Linked DNA regions of Mus musculus: region 2 is linked to region 1. The links are chromatin contacts, called in public promoter capture Hi-C maps. All regions are on one chromosome and are shown on one strand. The core of a region is the stretch at or near the end of the contact, and the rest is flanking DNA. Distances in the headings are between cores, read along the strand shown.

Region 1 (4,152 bases), core at 865-3,364:
AGAGTTAAAATACAAACTGCAGAGGAGAAAAATGCATTTGGTGGTGGAGCACAGTCAGAATTTATAAGTTTGAAGTCAAGTGTGACTGGCAATCAATAGACACAGCTGAAGAGCCCTTTACTAAAGAGGATATATTAGTGGTTAATAATGGCATGATTCTGCCATCAGTTAACAGAGGTTTTTGTAAATTAACACTATACAACCACCGGATGTTGGGGAAGGTGGAATACTGAGAATTCTTATCAGACCAGGCTAGTGTAACAGTACACATGAAAAGCTCGCACTGTAACTCTAACTGTAAGCACAGGAGATGTCTGAGCTATTCAACATACAGGCATATATATCGAGAGGTGTATTCATGTGACAACAGGTAAGATTAATATTTACCCATGTGAGCACTATTTGTAAGAACACGAAACCTGGAGATAAATGTACAGTATCACTAAGGGAAATTGGCCACACATTATTTGCTTACTACACGATTGGACTTTTAGAGAATGATCCCAACAGGCAAGTCTATAGGCAAGATTGTCGGTTGTTTGGGGCTTGAGGGATAAGGGCTATCTTTGGAGGGCATCTATGACCTGATAGTTATGGTCCCACAAAGTGAATATAAAAAAAAACCCAAATCACATACTTTAAATGGATGAATTGTATGGCTTGAACCATATCTCATTATTACCATTATTAATACAATATTTTGTGTATATCCAAAACACTGGAGACCACACAACATAAGAGTAAAAGAATATTTTTAAACGACCCAATTGCGTGAAACAGCATGCATAAACTCAAATACAGTGTGGAATGAAAGGAGCAGGGCACTGCAGACTATTGGATGGATAACTATTATGACAGAAAGAACAATTAGAATACTTAATGCTAAGGCAGTGTCTATATTTAGCATGAGTGTGCTTTCTTTGTTACGGACTGCGATGAAGGAGGCTTGTACTAGATTATATCATCTAGACTGTTGCCAGAGTATGTTTGTTTAAGTACTGAACTGCATTTGTAATCGGCATACTATTTTCTGTGCTGTTTTTCAACAAATGTTAAACAGCTTCAACAACCTAGTTGTTCAGTAAGTGGTCTTACCAAGTGAGCACTGAAAAAAAAAGAGGGTTAAAAGCATACATAAAGCTTTTCAAGTTGTTTTAAGTTTGTTGGGATTATGTAGAATTTCAACATTCTTCTATACACTTTTCAGTATGTTTTAAATGATCACACTGGACATATCACAGCAAAAGAGACATTATCAAAACACAATAGTTTACCTTTTTACACTAAGCCAATTTATCCAAAGTGTTGGACTTTACTAGCCACGGAAAGTGACCGATTCAGAATAAAAGACTAGCCGGTTTGGCTACTGTTCTAAGAGGTTCCTGGCGGTCTTGACTGGTAACCGGCCAGGGGAGGAGGCGCAAACAGGTACGTGGGATTCCTGGGCTGGTGTTCAGAACCAGGTGCAATCGAAGCCTGGGCATCCTTACAGAAACTGGATCCTTTCTGCAAGCACCAGAGACGCGGCGCCAGCTCCCAGAAAGTGAAGGATTTGCCTGCCATCGCAAATCTGCAAGCGTTTAAGGCCGGCGGCCGTGAGTGGGTGTTTCCTCCTCCTATGCAAGGTTGTGAAAGATGAGTACGTGACAGATTTCGCTCTTCCTGGGGGGCGGGGGTGGGGTGGTCACAGAACTGGTAACTCTCTAATTGGCGACTCTCCAGAGGAATCTTAAAGCACGTAAAGTTTTTTTCTTTTTACCTGGGCTGGCGTTGGCGGGTAAAGAGCGGGGTGTGGCCGGATGCCTTCCGCGGCTCAGGATGCCCTGAACGCTCAGGACGCTCGCACTCTTGGGGCGGAGTCCACTCTGTGTCAGGACACAGTCCCGTTGGGACAAGAGGAGACTCGCATCCCTTCAGCCGGCTTAGAGAAGCGGGAACTTCTTCGGACTCGAACAAGGTGCGATGCCACTCCGAGCAGCCTACGCGGAGCAGTTTCGCCTTTTTTCCATCGCCGGGATCTTCACCGTTCTGACAGGTCTGCCCGTTGCTTTGCAACTTTGCTAGAAGCGCGGCCTGGGTGCGGCTGACAGCTCTACGCACGCGCGGTGCCGGTCCACGTCCCGCCTACCTTAAGGCTCCTCCCACAGAGCAGGTCACGCCCACCGCTTAGCTTTGGCTGCTGGCTGAGCTGCGGCTAGGAACCAGTCGCCGCTGGTGCTGTGGGCGGAAGAACACACACTGGATTCTGAATTAGTTGTGAACAGTGTCTACCTTCCCCCAGAGATAACATCCATACTAGACCTGTGTAAGCGGCGAGATCCTGTGCTTCAACCTAGTTTCTCAGAATAAGCGATTTTTCTCCATCGGGGTTTCTCAAGCACCCGTGGTGGTAGAGATTCGGGCTAGGTGATCATACAATGTGTCCATAAGGTGAAGTGACTTAGTATTTTGCAGCATCCCCGATTTCTAGTCTCTGGGTGGCAGCTTCAATCTCCACCCCTCTTATCTCCCTGATTCTGAGCAACAAGAATATACTCGAATTCTGCTACGTATGTGCCCATATTTGACTACAGGCTTAAAATACAGCAGGGGTCAAGAAATGTAACAAGTTTAGTAACCTCTATCTGATAGAGTTAATATGATTTAATTTCCTCAGTTGTTCCAAAAAATATTCAATTTTTACTTTATCGTTTGTTGGTAGAATTTAAATCTAGGATTAAGTTGATTACATAACACATTTAGATGTCAATTATCGGTCTTCATTCCATTTAGTTCAGTTCTCCACCCCCTCTTTGCTGTTTTCTTGACATTGACTAGGATGGGTCTCCTCCCAGAGTATCCTTCACTCTCTCTATTTGACTGTTTCTGCATATTGGTAAGACTGGTGGAAATTTTACCTAGATGATTTTTCGGTTTTCAAATGACTGTCTACCTATTCTAACAAGATAACTTTATAAAATTCCTTTTCCTCTTTACTTCTAGGGATGTGAGATACCACCTATGTCAATTTCTACACTGTACATGAGTCCTGATCTATATAATTTTTCTTTTCCACATTGATTAGATATTGTCATATTCGAAATTTATCCTTTTTAATTGTAGTCTGTGCAGCGTATTGCAATGTCTGAAAGGGCTTAGGCCTGCCTCATTGCGGCTTGCTTTTACATTATTTTTTCCCATATAAACAATAGAATATAGCTTCATTAAAATACTTTTGGAGAAACGGAGAATAATTTGATGTGCTTTCCCATTGGAGAACGGAATTTATCTTTCCTTTTATTGAAAATCCAGTTCTGTGACATTCAACAAGACTTTCTAGTGTTTTCCATATAGGATGCTTACATGTCTTGCTTATAGCGTAGTCCCTTTTGCATCTGCACTGTAAAAGAGCCTCATCCTATCTCTTCTTCCTCATGAGTGCTTGTTGCCCCAAACGACGACCATAATTTCTGTATGTAATTTTATATCTTGCTGTTAGGTTTAATTTGTTGCTGATTCAGGAGCTTGTCATCGGAGAACATCTTGCTTTTATGTCATTGTAGCCGTTATCCACTAAAGCTCAGACTGCCCTTGCTTGGCTCTTCTTACCTGACAGAGCTCCAAGGGTCTCCATGCGAGCGTCCTTCCTTCCTGAGGTGATATCAGCTCCCGTGTCAGCTCCCAGGCTTATTCCGGGGTGGTTCCCACTGTGTTGTTCCAGACTGAAAACCAACCGTTGCCCAGGGAGCCCTTACAGCTTCTGAGGCAGCCAGCTGACTGCAGCCTGTGAGCTTCAGGATGCTCATTGGCTTGGCATGGCTTCTGACTCTTCCACAAAATATTTAGAAAATATGTAATTTTTTTAAAGAGAGAAAAATAAAAGCCAATTTGTGGTAACAGTAATCTTCTACGTGAAAGATGATAGTATATTTGCTTACCCAATATTTTATCTCACCTCCTCTCTTTCAGGCTGAAAAGGATGAATCCTGCATTGTATGATGGTTTGCCTTTCCCTAGTAAAATGCCAAATGTGGTTAATCTATTAGGATTTGTTTCATGTTGCTTAGTCAAAAATAAAATTAAATAAATCTGCGGGAAAAAAACTATTGTTTTTAAATATATTTTTGAGTGGGATAATTAACTTATTTATTTATTGTTTTTTTTGTTTGTTTG
Region 2 (4,152 bases), core at 825-3,324, 5.1 Mb after region 1:
TAACTATTCTTGACTTTGAGAAGTCCTTGGAGCAGAATGAGGCATTTGTAGTTTTTAAAACAAGGTCTTTTATGTTCATATAGAAATTATAAAGTACCTGTATGCCATTCACCTAACTTCCTCTAAAGTTCTCAAGGCACCAAGGCAAACTTTAAGTCAGCAATAGGGACTTAAGATTTCTTAGTATTCCCTTCATTAATTTGTACCAAGAAAGCTGCTTAAATTCACTTAGCACATTTCCACACACACACACACACAGGATTTCCCCCTCACTTACGTACATGGGCGTTCTAAGTAAAACGGAAACAGGCCTGTTCACCTTAGAACTTCAGAAGGCAGTTTTAGAATTTACTGAGTGCCACAACTATGTAACAAGTTCTTGTCCATGAATTGAACATATTTGGAACATAAAGAGGAAAACGAACGGAGAACAAAGCATAATTTGGCTATCTGTGCCACAAGTGTGACATAGAGACAGTGACGAGGGCAAATAAAATGATTAAATAGCCTTTCTATTCAAGTTCAGGAATTCCCACAAACACCCCAATGGCCAGACTCTAACAGCACTCCTCTGGAGTGACAAGAGTTAAAACTTCCATGCCCACGTCATAGGGAGAAGAAAACGCACTTTCAGGAATCTCCCATGGCTTGTGTGGTAAACCAAGAACTAGAAACAATCGATGGGTTCAGCCAGATGTCCACGGGCCTACAAACTTCAGAAAGGGCTGTCAAAGCACGCACACCGCGCTTTTCAGGGAGCTGTGGGCAACACTGTGGCTTAAGGCACAGTGTTTTAAATCAAAAAATAACTTTTTAAAAATAAAAGACAACCAAAGCTTATGAGTAGCCAGTGTTAAGGAACAGCAAGGGGTCATTCTTTAAAATAATTGCGATGAGAAGCTCCAACAACTGAGAAAATTTAGGCGGTGTTTAAATCTACCCACAGCTGCATCCTGTTTCTCCCTCCCCCACCCCCCCAAATTATGCAACTCGGTTCGTGAAGAAAGGAAACCATACAACCCGCAGCTAAAGAAAGGGCTTCGCTAGATGTAACTTTTCCATTCTCAAGCACACAGAGAAAATCAGAATTCTGAGCAGGCCTCTGAACCGCCAACATCGTAAACTAAGCGCAGAACACTAAATCACTTTTCTGAACCAGGCTTTCCTCTACGTCCCGAAAAGTGGGTTTTCTTTGATTCATCCCTACAAATAGATTAGGAATACGGGTGTCTTAAAAATCCAGTTCCCAACGCTTTACCCTCTGCCACTGCTTCTCACTGAAAGAGTTACAAGAAGGAAACTACATCTCTCTCCATCAGCTCCAAAAACCTCATAATAGTGTTATAATTTCTCAGAGGTTCTTGAATTCGGAGGTCGGGGGAGAAGTGAAAAGGGAAAAGGTTATGAGATGGAAGAAAAGAGAATCCGAGGCTCTCAAGTTCTTTTCCAGGAAGCCAGCGCGCTAGCCCTCAGGGTCCCTTGGGCGCTGGACTCCGCAGAGGTCTAGGCAAGGACAACGTGCCAGAATCAGGACAAGGCATCTAATCACTCATGACTATTCGCGTCTGTCCGGCCGCTAAGGAAGTCACAGGGGCCGCTTAACGTCTCGACTATGGGGGGGGGGGGGGGTGGAGGGAAGTCCCTCCCCATCCTCCCAGCGTGTGAACCCCGAATAGAGGGGCAAGGAATCTCGCGGGTGGGTACCTTGAGGGCGCTCGGCGCGGGCGCCACCTCTGGGACGGGACTCCACGGCCCCGCAGGAGGACACGGAGGAAGTGGAGGAGAAATCGGAGGAGTCGGAGCCGGGCGAGCCGGGCGCGGAGGGCACGGCGGACAGGTAGCCGGTGTCGCCGGCGCCGGGGGCGGAAGGAGGCGAGGCGCCGTAGAAGTAAGCCAGGTTGAGCGGGCTGGTCATGAGGCCGCAGTCGCCGGCCGCGTCCAGCAGCCCCTCTCCGCCGCGGCTGTCGTCCAGCAGCTTGTCCACGATCATGCTCCCAGGCTAGGCGCTCGGGGTCCCCAGACACCTGCGCCACCGGATGGCTACGCGGTTGGCTGCGGCAGAGCGACTAGTACGTGCGCGCCCGGAGGGGACCGGGCTATTTAAATGAACTGACCTCCTCCTCCGCGCTCCGCCCGGTGAGGCGGCGCCTGGGCTGCCTCCCGCCCCGCCTCCGGATGTGTCTAGTTTCCAGTAAAATGCCCGGGATGAGGCAATGTGCCCTCCGCCCTCGCCCCGCCCCGCCCGGGCCGACCGGTTGTTTTCCGGCGGCTCACCTGGAAACCCCGGCTAGCACCCGCGCCCCGAACCCCCGTCGGGGCCAGCTCCAAGTTTCCCCGGTTGGCCTTCGCTGGACGCACCGCATCCCCAGGGGCCCGGGGTCCGCGGCAACCGCTGTCTGCGCAGGGGCTGCGATGCCCGGGGGCGAGCGGGAGCCCCGGGCTGCTGCAAGAACAGGTCCGCCCAGTTCGGGGAGTGGGAAGCCAGAGCGGTGCGTGCAGAGTTCAGTCTCCTCCCTTGCCTCCAACATTTAGCCCGCCTCCAAACCTGGAAGCGGTTGCCCGCGGACTTTCTGGCCTGGACTCAATTTCAGAGCTCTTGCAGTTTCTCTAACTTCATATCTGGGCCATAAGCAATCTTTTTTTTTTTTTTAGTACAGTATTAGAATAAACAGCAATGACTACCCTTTCGTATCCTTCAATACTAGAAAAAAGCTTCTAGCAAAATGATGAATACGCATATATGCGTGTATATTCTTTGTATGTTTTATATTATTTTTTACGTATTATGTAACGTTTTATTCTGCACAACTTGACCTAGTCCTGATAAACACAGGGATTTTGATGCCTCTACCTTGAATACTTTTTTCAATGTTTATACTTCCGCCGCAAATCCAACTAGCGAACCGTCAAGGGAAGTTTATTTTTAAGGGAGAGAAAGAATGAATGATTAAGTCTAAATTTTCAAGTAACATCTTAACACGTGGGGATAAGGTATACACACACCGATGAAAAGAAACTGACTATGATTAAACATCGTGAGAGGTACAAAGTTCAGTGAACAGCCTAAAAAGAGACTTTCTTGTGGAGAGGGGGAGAAGGGGGAAGTCTTCGCAAAGAATGAGATGAGCCCTAAAGGATGGCCCTAAAGCGTTTGCAGGAAAATCATCTGCCAAGAATTAAGGCCAGGAGTCAGGGAAGAATCCGCAGTGCCTTTTAGGACTGCCAAAGGGAAAATAGCATAAATGTGAAAGGTAACCTGAGCGGAGCACCTACAGGGACCAGCGAAGTTACTAGAACTTTAACGTGAGGGAATCTGAAGCTGGCAGAAATGAAACAGTTTTAGAGAAGATGAGACTGAGGGGAGTCCTAGTGGCCTAAGAAGAAGGAAAAAAAAAGTGACCTAGAAGAAGAGATAGTGGCAAAGAGGTAAGTAGAAATAACTAGATCATTACGTAAGTAAATGGCTCTGCTAGGCAGAATCCACAAATCTAGCATTGCTGACGGGGGTAAGCAGCAGGCAGCCCACAGGTGCTACAGGGCTAGGCAGGTGTGGAGCATGACTAAAAGCACAGCTAAAATTAATATCAATGACGCCTTGCCGTTCGCACAGCTGCTTGTTTTCTGGAAATAAACAAATATGGGGAGGTGAGGGGATTTGATTCCCCTAATTGTTAGCTGTTAGGCTCTTGTTCTGTGCGCAGGCAGCCTTGAGAGAAAAGAACTGTCAAACCACATTCAACACTCCAGAGAGCTACATGGCGGCTGTAGCTTCTAAAACACTACTCCAGCTTCTGAAGATGCAGCCTCAGAGCCACACTTCTCCCCCACCCCCACCCCCACCCAGGAACCCTTCCCACTCCGGCCAGATTGAAGGCCTGTCCCCTGGTGGTAGTCTAGGAGAGACTGCTGCAACTGCTGCAGATGGAACACTGTTGTGATTGGTGTAAATACAGCCCTTCCTTCGCCTGAAGGTCATAGGTGACTAGTACAAACACTTCTTTTCTGGCTTATACTAGAAGCAGACTGCCTGGCCCACGAGGGCCGCTAGCAGACATCCTGCAGTTCTTCCCACCCCCCACTGTTTCAATGGCCCAATTAAGGGCTCTTGAATAAAGTTGCCTCCTTTTCTGTGTGATTAACTTTTAAGTTAGC

Evidence for each region. Promoter capture Hi-C pulls out the DNA fragments that hold promoters and counts their contacts.
Region 2: a promoter capture Hi-C map of pre-B cells shows a contact between it and region 1. The contact joins the promoter of Nfkbiz here to the promoter of Dubr in region 1. A contact is called at or near these places in 3 of 39 promoter capture datasets (cranial neural crest, frontonasal cranial neural crest and pre-B cells).

What each region holds. Positions count from the first base shown.
Region 1 is chr16:50,730,659-50,734,810 of GRCm38.p6, forward strand. Dubr (Dppa2 upstream binding RNA) reads right to left here and starts at 2,115. Exons shown (of 2, transcript NR_028300.1): 1 at 1,760-2,115.
Region 2 is chr16:55,820,064-55,824,215 of GRCm38.p6, forward strand. Nfkbiz (nuclear factor of kappa light polypeptide gene enhancer in B cells inhibitor, zeta) reads right to left here and starts at 2,075. Exons shown (of 12, transcript NM_001159394.1): 1 at 1,705-2,075. The coding sequence starts at 1,990.